3 separate regions of the Zea mays genome follow, and all the other regions are linked to region 3. The links are chromatin contacts, called in public Hi-C maps. All regions are on one chromosome and are shown on one strand. Each heading gives the region's core, a stretch centred on a gene start, on an enhancer-like site or on the middle of the called end of the contact. The rest is flanking DNA. Distances are from core to core; before and after follow the strand shown.

Region 1 (3,414 bases), core at 17-2,516, 910 kb before region 3:
ACAAAAACTCATCTCCAACAGTTCTCTAAATGAACTTTCTAAATTTAACAACTTCTCATCTAACCTTATTTCCTCTCTACATTTGGCAACCATTTAGCAAAGTCCCTAAACAAAAATGTTTACTGCATTATGTAGATAATGAAGGTAATTGATGACATTGTGACTTTATTTTTTATGTGGATAGATACAAAACAAAACTACAACCTATATTTAGAGAACTATTGGAGAACTCACATTTTTTTACTTCCAAAGTTATTTAGCAATTTCTTAAATCTGTGATTTAGAGAGCTAAAATTTACATAACTATTAGAGTTGCTCTTAGCAACCAAACAACAATAGAATGTTGTCTCTCTATATCTATTTGTTTTACGTTATTATCCTGCCAATCAATCACCAGTCAAACATCAATATCATTCCTATTTGTATTAAATTATGAGTTTCCGTTAGTATTTCCGTTTCTGTTCGTTTTCGCAATTCCGTTTATCCCGCTCCCATTTCCATTCCCGACTATTCCAGACCCGATCCCGTTTCCGATGATAAAATGCGTATACGGAAATGGGAGATGGGTTTTTCCGTCCGTTTTCGTCCATTTTCATCCCTAAGTATAGTCTACAGTGCGTTGCACGTATGTATGCACATTATGGTGGAGATGGCGTTCGTTGCTAGGAATTCAGTTTTATTGGTTTTGCGGTTTATTCGTTGTCAAAAAAGTTTGGTGTTTGAAAAATGGAAACCAAACTTTTTGTCCAGGAATAAAAAAACTGCACAATTTGGTGTTTGATTTTTTGGTTTGGTGTTTGGTATTACCATAGTCACCAGACAAGTAGCAAATTAAACTACAAACATAAAATTGTATAAAGAACATAACGATAATTTATCAATAAGTACCTAATAAAATTGAATAAACAATTTAATGTTGAATAGTTCTTAAAAAATTAAAATGATATGAGTATAGGGTTTAAGACTTTATATGAACTGCTTGTTGGACGTCAAGGGATAGGTTTGCTAAATTTTGGTATTCTGGTATATTTGATGTGCGAATATTGAAAACCGTACTAAATACCTAACACCAAAATACCAAATAGAGTTAAATGCCTAACACCAAATAGAGTTAAAAAGTTGTTTGGTTCGTGTGGTGTTTGGTTTGGTAATTTTTTGCCCACCCCGGCGTGAGGTTTCCCGTCCACGTTCTAGAAGATTCTCGTCTACATTGGCCAATCCGCGGCACACACCGTATATCACTGCGTCCTCACTCCTCTCCGGCTCTCCCCTTCTCGCCAAAGGGGAAGCCCTGCCCGTACTTCCGTTGCGGCGCTACGAGCTTCGACGGGCCTCGATCTCCACCTCTGAAGGTACGATCGGATTCTCCATGCCTCCTTACTAGATTGTTAGGTTAATGTTTAGATGTTTTTTTGCGGCGGGTTTGGACCCGTCGACTGGGACAGCGGGTTTGTAGTCGTCGGCTGGGGTTCGCATTGCATTCGGTGAAGAATTCATAACTATTCGCTTTGATGCGTAAAATTCTTGGTTTCGGCGTTCTTGTCTTAAGATTCACGCAAGAATCCGTTGCTTCTCTGACCTGCCTAACCAGTAGATCTCTGGCTTTTGCGATGCAGTGACTACTTGTGATCTAGATCTGAAGCTGTAGTGGTCAGCAGCTTAGTGTGAATCGAAGATGAGCGTGGTGGGGTTCGACCTCGGCAATGAGAGCTGTATCGTGGCGGTTGCGCGGCAGCGTGGCATCGACGTGGTTCTCAACGAGGAGTCCAAGCGCGAGACACCCGCCATCGTTTGCTTCGGGGACAAGCAGCGGTTCATCGGCACCGCCGGCGCCGCGTCCTCCACCATGAACCCCAAAAACTCCATCTCTCAGATTAAGCGCCTGCTCGGCCGCAAGTTCTCAGATCCCGAGCTGCAGCGCGATCTCGCCTCCTTCCCATTCCGAGTCACGGAGGGCCCCGATGGTTTTCCCCTGGTCCATGTACGGTACCTGGGCGAGGAGCGGACGTTCACCTCCACCCAGCTGCTTGCCATGGTGCTGTCCAATTTGAAGGGCATTGCTGAGGGTAACCTGAATGCCGCAGTTGTTGATTGTTGCATTGGTATCCCGGTCTACTTCACAGATCTGCAGCGCAGGGCTGTTCTTGATGCTGCTACTATTGCGGGTCTCCGGCCATTGCGATTGTTCCATGAGACGACAGCCACTGCTCTGGCATATGGTATTTATAAGACTGATCTCCCAGAGAATGACCAGTTGAATGTTGCATTTGTCGATATCGGTCATGCAAGCATGCAGGTTAGTGTTGTCGGTTACAGGAAGGGACAGCTCAAGATGTTGTCCCATACATACGACCGGTCTCTTGGTGGGAGGGACTTCGATGAGGCCCTGTTTAAGCACTTTGCAGCTAAATTTAAAGAGGAATATAAGATTGATGTGTACCAGAATGCGCGGGCATGTATTAGGTTGCGTGTGGCATGTGAGAAACTTAAGAAGGTGCTGAGTGCCAACCCAGAGGCCCCACTGAACATTGAGTGCTTGATGGATGAAAAGGATGTGCGGGGTTTTATCAAGAGGGAGGAGTTTGAACAGATCAGTGCCTCTGTGCTGGAACGCGTGAAAGGGCCACTGGAGAAGGCCTTGGCTGAAGCTGGGTTGACTACTGAAAATGTGCACTTTGTTGAGGTTGTCGGATCTGGTTCTCGTGTTCCGGCTATAATCAAGATAATTACTGATTTTTTTGGGAAGGAACCAAGACGTACCATGAATGCAAGCGAGTGTGTTGCGCGAGGATGCGCTCTTCAATGTGCTATTCTCAGCCCCACTTTCAAAGTGCGAGAATTCCAGGTATTAGCTCCTCAGCTTACCTATGTATATCTGTTTTAAGCTAATATGGATTGGATTATACCAGACTACTCTATATCTTAAACTGCTGTCTATGCTTGAAGTTTGAACGTGTGCCATCTGGATACTAAAAATTTGAAACATGTGTGCAACTGGAACTGCTAATTGACGCGAAATAGACCACAGCAGTCGTGTCAACAATCAAAAAGTCTCACCCTTTTTTTCTTTCATCAACGTTGTCTTCACCTTTCTAGATATTCTTATTGCACACCGGTTTTTTCCCCTGCGTTCTTTTCCTAGAACTAATGTTGATATATGCTATTGTTTAACCTGAAAATCCTGCTTATGATAACCATCATTATGGAGTCTGTTTTAGAGTTTGAAGATAGTATTTGTTTTTGTGTGTTGTCCCTTCTTTTGCATTACAAACGCTACACATTTCATTTCTATAAATTGGTGTTTAGTGGAGCAGCCATTATGGGTCTGTTTGGTTGCCTGGCTACCACCCTAGACAAGCTGCAATAATGCACCATAGTTTGTTTGGTTACCTAAACCCTAGCCAGGCCCTAGTA
Region 2 (3,649 bases), core at 209-2,708, 560 kb after region 3:
GACAGTTCCTCCACTTACAGTGCATGCCATCTATACTCTTTATCATACCAGGAAATCCCCTTTCCTCCCCCTTAGCTAACAGATACCTAAGGTCATCAACAATGGGACAACGACTGTTCTCTACCCCAAAACATACAATAACACCTCTACATAATAGTCCAAGACACTCTAAGACGGTATTTTCTCCCATTTTGATGTATTCATCGATGGAGTCAACAACGCTACACAAGCATGTGTTTTGGTGGGGGAGAAACTACTATGGTTGAGTGCATGGTTTGAATAGTGGGTAGGGGGAGTGCTCACCCAACCTATCTAAGACGTGAAGGAAGAGACTCTTCAAGATGTGATACCTTCGATAAAAATAAAGTGGCATGTAGACATATGGGTCATTGATGTAGTCTTGCATCAACCGGTCGTGGCTAGATATATGATCGCGGTTGATGTATCTCTGATGTTACCTTGGTGGCCTCCTCGACGTGGAAGACTCGGAGGCAAGCTCTATCGCCTGTTGCATTACAGTTTCCTGCAAACAACTTAAACAACTCTTCTTTGACCATGTCAATGTGCGAGCTGGACGAATATATCTCAACAATGTTTGATTCGAATAAAAGGAGTGTGAGAGGACTATGAGGATGTGGTAGAGAAATTCAAAGTGTGAGCGATGTGAATGAGCTCAAGCACTTCTATATTCATAGACTAAGTTTCAGTTTTTTCTAATTTTTATGTTTTTATGAAATTTAAAGTTGAACGAACCAGTCAAAACACGCCATGTGACACTAGGTAGTCGATATCAACCAGTGCCACAACAGTTTGATCGAGTGATCGATCCATATCTACTGCACGATTAAGTCTAATTAGTGTATGATTCGTTCCTTTTATGTTATACTCCATCTATCATAAATAAAATCCATTTTAGCATTTTAATTGGATTCATACAATAATTGTTATATATGTTTTGTATATGTGTCTAGATTCATCATCATCTAACTGAATGTAGACATAAAAACTAAAAGCTAAAACTAATACTATTTTGAAACGAAGGAGATATTAAACATTTACTAATCATAAATTAATTAGGTTTAATAAATCTATCTTATCATTTAATTTTCATCTATGTAATTATTTTTATAATTAGACTATATTTAATACTTATATTTAATATTCAAATATACACTGCTCGAGTAAATCAAACACCACCTAAGAGCATCTCCAAGAGACTAGCTAAATAACTTGTCAAGCTAAATTTTAGGTTAAGTAAAATAATTTTCTAATAGACTAGCCATCTAATTCGTCAAGTTATCCGACTCTCTAAATTAGTCTTTTCGCTAGCTAAGTTTGGCTAGTCATTTCGGCTATCGAAACTAAATTGGTTGTTGGAGAGTTAATGAAATATATGGAGTGTAATCTTTATTTTATGAAGAGGTAAATCCCTTGGAGTTGCTCTGACTACGGAGGCAGTACTTTGGCCAAAAGAAGTCAAATTGGCTTGAGCCGAGGTTCAGCCGTTCAGGTCGCCGACGCCGCGCACGTCCCATCCGATGGCTGCCGCAGTCCACCTCCGGCCTCTCCACTCGTTCGCCTTCCCTCTCCCCGCAGTGAAGGCCGCGCCCAGCTGGCTCCCGCTCCAGGCGAAACCCGGCGCGCGGAGGACGGGCAGCCGCGTTGCTCTGCTCGTCCCCTCCGCGTCTGCCCCCGCGCCAGCGTCTCCATCTCCCTCGGGCAAGGATGGCACCACTGCGTCGGCTGCGACAAAGTGGGTGGAGTGGATCCCGCGCGCTGCGGCAGGCGCTGGGTCGGCAGTGGGCCCCGAGCAGGTGCTCAGGCTCATCTCTGGCGCCGCGGCCACGCCCATCTGCCAGTTCGTTGACAGCCCGCGAACCTTTCTCCATTCCGTCGACCCGCGCGTCAAGCTGGTACGTGACATCTGGCGTCCCCGCTTACCCCTACACGCGTACTGGATAAGTGGATAGGCTTACCATGCGGTAGGAGTGGGCGGGGAGGGTGCATGGGTGGTGTTTGTGGGAATGTTGCCGCGAGAGTGAAGCGATAAATAGAATGCGAATGTGTCAATCTATCTGTCAGTGCCCCGTTGCTGTGCTAAAGCTATCGTGATTGGGATGCAAATCAGTGAATGGATTGTCGAGGAGGGAGGCAGGCAAACATTCCCAGCTTGTTGTTTTATTCATTCTCAGCAACTGTGCAAACGTGCGTATTCTCTAGCTGACCTTGAGTCCTATAGGGGGGTGATTGATTCGCTTCATATGCCTCAGCTGGTGGGATGCAAGTTTGTGCTGTTTGGTTTCCTATACCGTTTTTTGGGCCTGGTTCGCGGGATGCAAAAGAGGCCTCTACTCTGCAGATACACAGATTTTAGGCGTTTCTGGGGACCTAGTCTTGCTGGGTGCAGGTGCTTACTCAGCTAATGATGATATTAATATATAATGAGTAAATATCAAGTGTTATTAATATGTTTTAAAAAGTTTAAGACATACAATGATAAAAGAAGAAATTTAAAGAAAGTACTTATACAAAATAAAAACCATAATCATAACTTTGTATTATTTTTTTATTTCATGCAACATATCTTTATATGGACAACCAAACATCATCTCTTCTCATTTAGTCTAAGTATGTACAATTAACCAAGCATGATAGTATTGCATGTGCTCAGCCTGTCCCCTAGGGCCTGGCTCTCAGATACGAGCCAGACACTGCTTGTCCACGAACCAATTACCCCCATGAAACCAACTCCAGCAGACTCCCCCTCCAGATCCCCATTTAGCATGACACACAGCCTGCCCAACAGCAGTCTACGGTTCTCTGATATGGCCATATCATACTACCAACTTTTACCATACCAGTTTTCAGTTTTTCTGCCCCTTTTCTGTATTAACATAAATTTGACCAAAGTTTAAAGATGAACTGAATAATTTGTGGTTTTTGACCTGCTAAAATTAAACAATTCATATCAGTGTTATTAAAACTACGTTTAAACGATGTTTAAACTACGTTTAAATGTCAAAACTCTAATTAGAGTTTGAAATCACGTTTTAGCGTTTTGGCGTTCTAAACTGTAAAACGCAGTGTTTTATGCATTTTAGACCATTAACTATTTTTGGGCCCAGTCTATTAGTTGCTTTTGGGGTTCAATCCAGCTCATGGGTGAAGTTTTGGTAAGCCACTAACCTCTCTGTTTTGGTATTTAACTTCATATTATTGTCCGAAATTATGATATATTGGTATTTTTCCTATGTTGTTTAAAACTACGTTTAAACAAAGTTTAAACGTTTAAAAGTCAAAATTTCACCCATGAGCGTTCCAACGTTTTATCATTTTAATAACCTTGATTCATATACTTCTTTCTGTAGGTGTGGCTCTTGTCCCTTGTTGTCCTACCAGCCAGGTCAAATATTTATATGCGGTTTGGTTTGGTAGTATTCCTGGCCCTTATTTCAATGTGGGTTTTACCAAATCATGTTTGGAAGGTATGATTTTATATTCCATCGAACTTTATTTGCAGAGAATTTATTTGTGCTTAGCTAGCGAATTGTGGTTTCAATTGTCTTCTATTTGTTTCGAGTTTTCGTATGATGCTGATACATGTCGCATATAGCATAACTTTACATAGGTAGTTGCAGCTTATGGTGTT
Region 3 (3,597 bases), core at 428-2,927:
TGTTAGACAGTGGCGGACGCATGACCAAAATTCATGGGGGGCCAAAAAACCACATTACAAAATCAAGCAAGGCGGTAAAAACTATAGTTGCATAAAATTTAAGTTCCATATCTATCAATATAAGATACAAGTTCAAAGAAGAGAAGCAAACATATAACTAAGTTCTTCCTGACCGAATCAAGTCGTGTGTACATTGTCGAATATCGATTTCCTCGAAGGGTGGGGCATCGAGAAAGAGGCGGGTCAGATGATGTCTCCGGCTAAGAGCTAGGGCTCGCTGGTTCGTCAAGCTCGCCAGTTGACGGGGACGGGTCGCATCGTCGTGGTGAGCGAGGTCGGGTCTGCCAAGAGCGGGATGATGTCATGACGATAACGAGCGGGACGAGGACGTTGGGAAGGGGCCAGGGTCAGGCGACATCAAGCATCAGGAAGGAGGCGACGGTGTCAAGAATGGAGCATCTGGGAGGATTGGATAGATGCGAGGACTAGACCAAATATGATGGAAGTTGAGAGAACTGCTCAGGGCAATTTTAGCCTATCCAAACCTTAATTTATATACTTTACAGTAGGTGAACATTAGGTATAAGAGGTTATAAAAAATTGAGAGGGATCCTTCTATGGATACGACAGCGTCGGAAAGAATGAGATTGGATGAATAGATGTGAGGATTAGACCAAGTAAAAGGACGAGAGTCGATAGAACTAGACTAATTCGACGAGGAGACCCATAACATGATTGTTTTAGCCTATCTAAATCTTCATTTTTAAATATACTTAACAGTAAATAAACATAATATATAAAAGGTCATAAAAATTGAGGGGGGGTGGCATATGGCCCACTTTGTCCCCCCTCTGCGTCCGCCCCTGGTGTTAGAGCAGCAAGGTGTCATTATCTTACCCCGATAGATCTTGTACGTGTGTCGGCTGCCAGACGACCTTCAACAGGCTCCGTAACGACATTTATGAAATTTTTATTATTATGCTTGAGTTATGAATTTTTAATTATTATTATGAATTATATAATTTTATTAGATTAGTTACATGATAATCATATGTATTTGAATTTTAACAAAGCATCATGTTTTATGTCAATTAAAAGTTTATAAAAGAAAAGTTGATGTAACGATGAAATAACTGTAAGCTAACAATAAGGATAATACAATAAAACGTTATGATAGATAAGGTCTAATTATGGTTAATATAAAACAGTAATGTGATGGTAGATATAGCCGACAACGACTAAAACCAGTCTTATAATTGGAAACAGAGGACCGTGTGTTTGAATATGGTTCAAAGTGCCAAATTGATTTCTTGTTTGAGCTTACGATGGTGAAAGCTACCATTGACACTTCGAAGCCGAAACAAACTTGGCTAAGTGGCTTACTTGCCTAGCAGTTGTATACTTGTATAGTTGTATCACCTTCTGGATTGGATTGGACTCAAAAGAAATAGCCATGGCCAGCATGGCATGAAAAAAGGACGGGAAATAGCCATGGCCAGACCAGGAAAGTATCTCGCCTATACTACTGTGCCGCAGTGCATCTTCTGGATCGGGCTCACTGACGTCATGCACTCACATGGAGCACGTCAGATCAGATAGTCACGAATGCCTGGCGGAACGGAACGAGAAAAGCTCGCGCGGGATCGGCTGTTGCGTCCAGCTTTCGCGCCGCAACACCTGTTTCCGAAGCAAAGCAAAACCTCTAAACAGCTGTCACCAGCCATCTAATCCCTCATTTACAGCATGATTAGCTTACTCTAACTACGGTGCGCGCAAAAAAAATCAGGCGTTTATAAACGGCCGCACACGAAGAAAGTGCTCATCACAGACCGAAAAGGAAAATAGAGGCGAGACAAACGAGAGCGAGCGAGAGAGAAACAGTTCGAGCTCACCCCGGCGAGAGCCGACTCTCAAGCGATAAGGGGCGTGGGCGTCGTCGGCATGGAGAGCGAGATGGCGGAGGAGTCACCGGCCGCAGTCTCAGCGGCGGCGGCGCGGGCCCGGCCACTGGAGGCGGTCGCGGAGGAAGGGCAGGAGGTGGCGGAGCAGCACGAGGTGGCAGTTGGCTCCACCAAGACCATGGAGCGCGTGGCGGCCGCGAAGAAGTTCATCGAGGACCACTACCGCGCGCAGATGAAGAACCTCCAAGAGCGCAAGGAGAGGTACGGGGAACCCGTGCCTGCTTCCAATTTTTTTTTTAATTGGTCTCGGAGCTAGCAGTGCTTGCCTGCGATTTGGTTAGTGCTTGAGCGGCCTGCGATTTAGCTAGCTAAATCTCACGTGAGGGCGACTGATCGAGGTGTCCGACCTGCAACCAGGCGATTGGAGGTAGCCTGTATGCTTATGCTCTCCTGTGGGGTGGGTGTGAGGGTTTGGGCTGCACTTCTCATGCATACTGAATCGGATTAGCATATCAGGGCAGTTGATTGTCAAATGTGGCTGTAGGTCCTACTAGAGCTGAGCTTCGGGGCGATGTTGGGTGGCAATTTTGCAGTGGATGGAGGTGTTGCTCATTGCTGCCTCTTGGGTGGCAATTTTGCAGTGGATTGAGTTGTTGCACATTGCTGTGTCCGAGATAAAGCGAATTGTGACTTTGAAGTCTGAATTGCTTGAGCTTGACTGGCTAGAACAAAATGGCGACCGTTGTAGGGCTTGCCATAATTGGAATAAAGCTACCAGCGGTTAGTCGTTCATGCAAAGAAACAATGCTTGTGCTTATGTTCACTTTGTCGCTTTTTAGGGAGAGGGCACACGTGGCGGTTGATTGTGCTCTCACGTGCTATGCGTTACCATTTGGTCGCATGTTGGCGATGGACATGATAATGTGGATAGGTCTTTGTGCACATTCTGCTGGACGGTTACTGAATCAGGGCTAGTGTTTCAGGGTGGTTGGATGGGGAATGTGGCCAGTGGCGAATCTAAGATTTAAAGTTAGGGTGGTCCAATCTTATGAAAATCAAATTACATAGATGAGTTTACATTTTAAATCCTACAACATATAAGAATCAAAAGAAATAAATAAATCAAAAAACTATATACTATCTCCGTTCTCGAATATTTGTCGCCCGCTAGTTCACTTTTGAACTAAACCACTACAAATAAAAAAGAACGGAGGGGGTACTTTAGTAGAGTCAAAATCAGAGGGTGGGCCAGGACCCACCCTGTCCACCCTCTAGATACGCCACTGAATGTGGCTGTAGGTTGTACTAGTGCTGAGCTTTGGAGCATGATTGCATGGGAATTTGGTATTGGGTGCTGTTGCTCATTGTTGTGGCAGAGGTATACCAACTATAGCTTTGTGGAGTCCAAATTCTTGAGCTTGACTTGGCTAGAAATTGTTGCCAGTTTTTAGAGGGCTTGCCATTATTGGAATAAAGTTGCAGGCTGTTAGTGGGGGCATGCAAAGAAACAAGGTTTGCACTTATGATCTCTTCCTCACCTTTTTAGGGAGGGGGGACATGAGCTCCTTGATGTGTGTTCTCACGGCGTACCTTTTGGTCGCATGCTGACAATTGTCTTTGGGCATGATAATGAGGATAGGTCTGCATGTGCGTTCAGCTGGACTCATACTGAATAAGGATTAGGATTAGCATCTCA

The links. Hi-C and Micro-C count contacts between places; a contact is called where the count stands out from the background.
Region 1: a contact with region 3 is called in a Hi-C map of ear, with 1.7 times the contacts expected there. The contact joins the promoter of LOC100281415 here to the promoter of LOC100279227 in region 3. A contact is called at or near these places in 2 of 25 Hi-C or Micro-C datasets (ear and tassel).
Region 2: a Hi-C map of leaf shows a contact between it and region 3, with 4 times the contacts expected there. The contact joins the promoter of LOC100216748 here to the promoter of LOC100279227 in region 3. A contact is called at or near these places in 2 of 25 Hi-C or Micro-C datasets (ear and leaf).

Annotation. Positions count from the first base shown.
Region 1 is chr8:91,798,777-91,802,190 of Zm-B73-REFERENCE-NAM-5.0, reverse strand. LOC100281415 (heat shock 70 kDa protein 4) reads left to right here and starts at 1,266. Exons shown (of 10, transcript NM_001154333.2): 1 at 1,266-1,352; 2 at 1,617-2,845. The coding sequence starts at 1,676.
Region 2 is chr8:90,336,176-90,339,824 of Zm-B73-REFERENCE-NAM-5.0, reverse strand. It overlaps LOC100216748 (Protein ABCI12 chloroplastic), which reads left to right and starts at 1,458. Exons shown (of 8, transcript NM_001143151.1): 1 at 1,458-1,913; 2 at 3,369-3,485. The coding sequence starts at 1,539.
Region 3 is chr8:90,892,253-90,895,849 of Zm-B73-REFERENCE-NAM-5.0, reverse strand. It overlaps LOC100279227 (Putative AGC protein kinase family protein), which reads left to right and starts at 1,677. Exons shown (of 13, transcript XM_008657971.4): 1 at 1,677-2,162. The coding sequence starts at 1,942.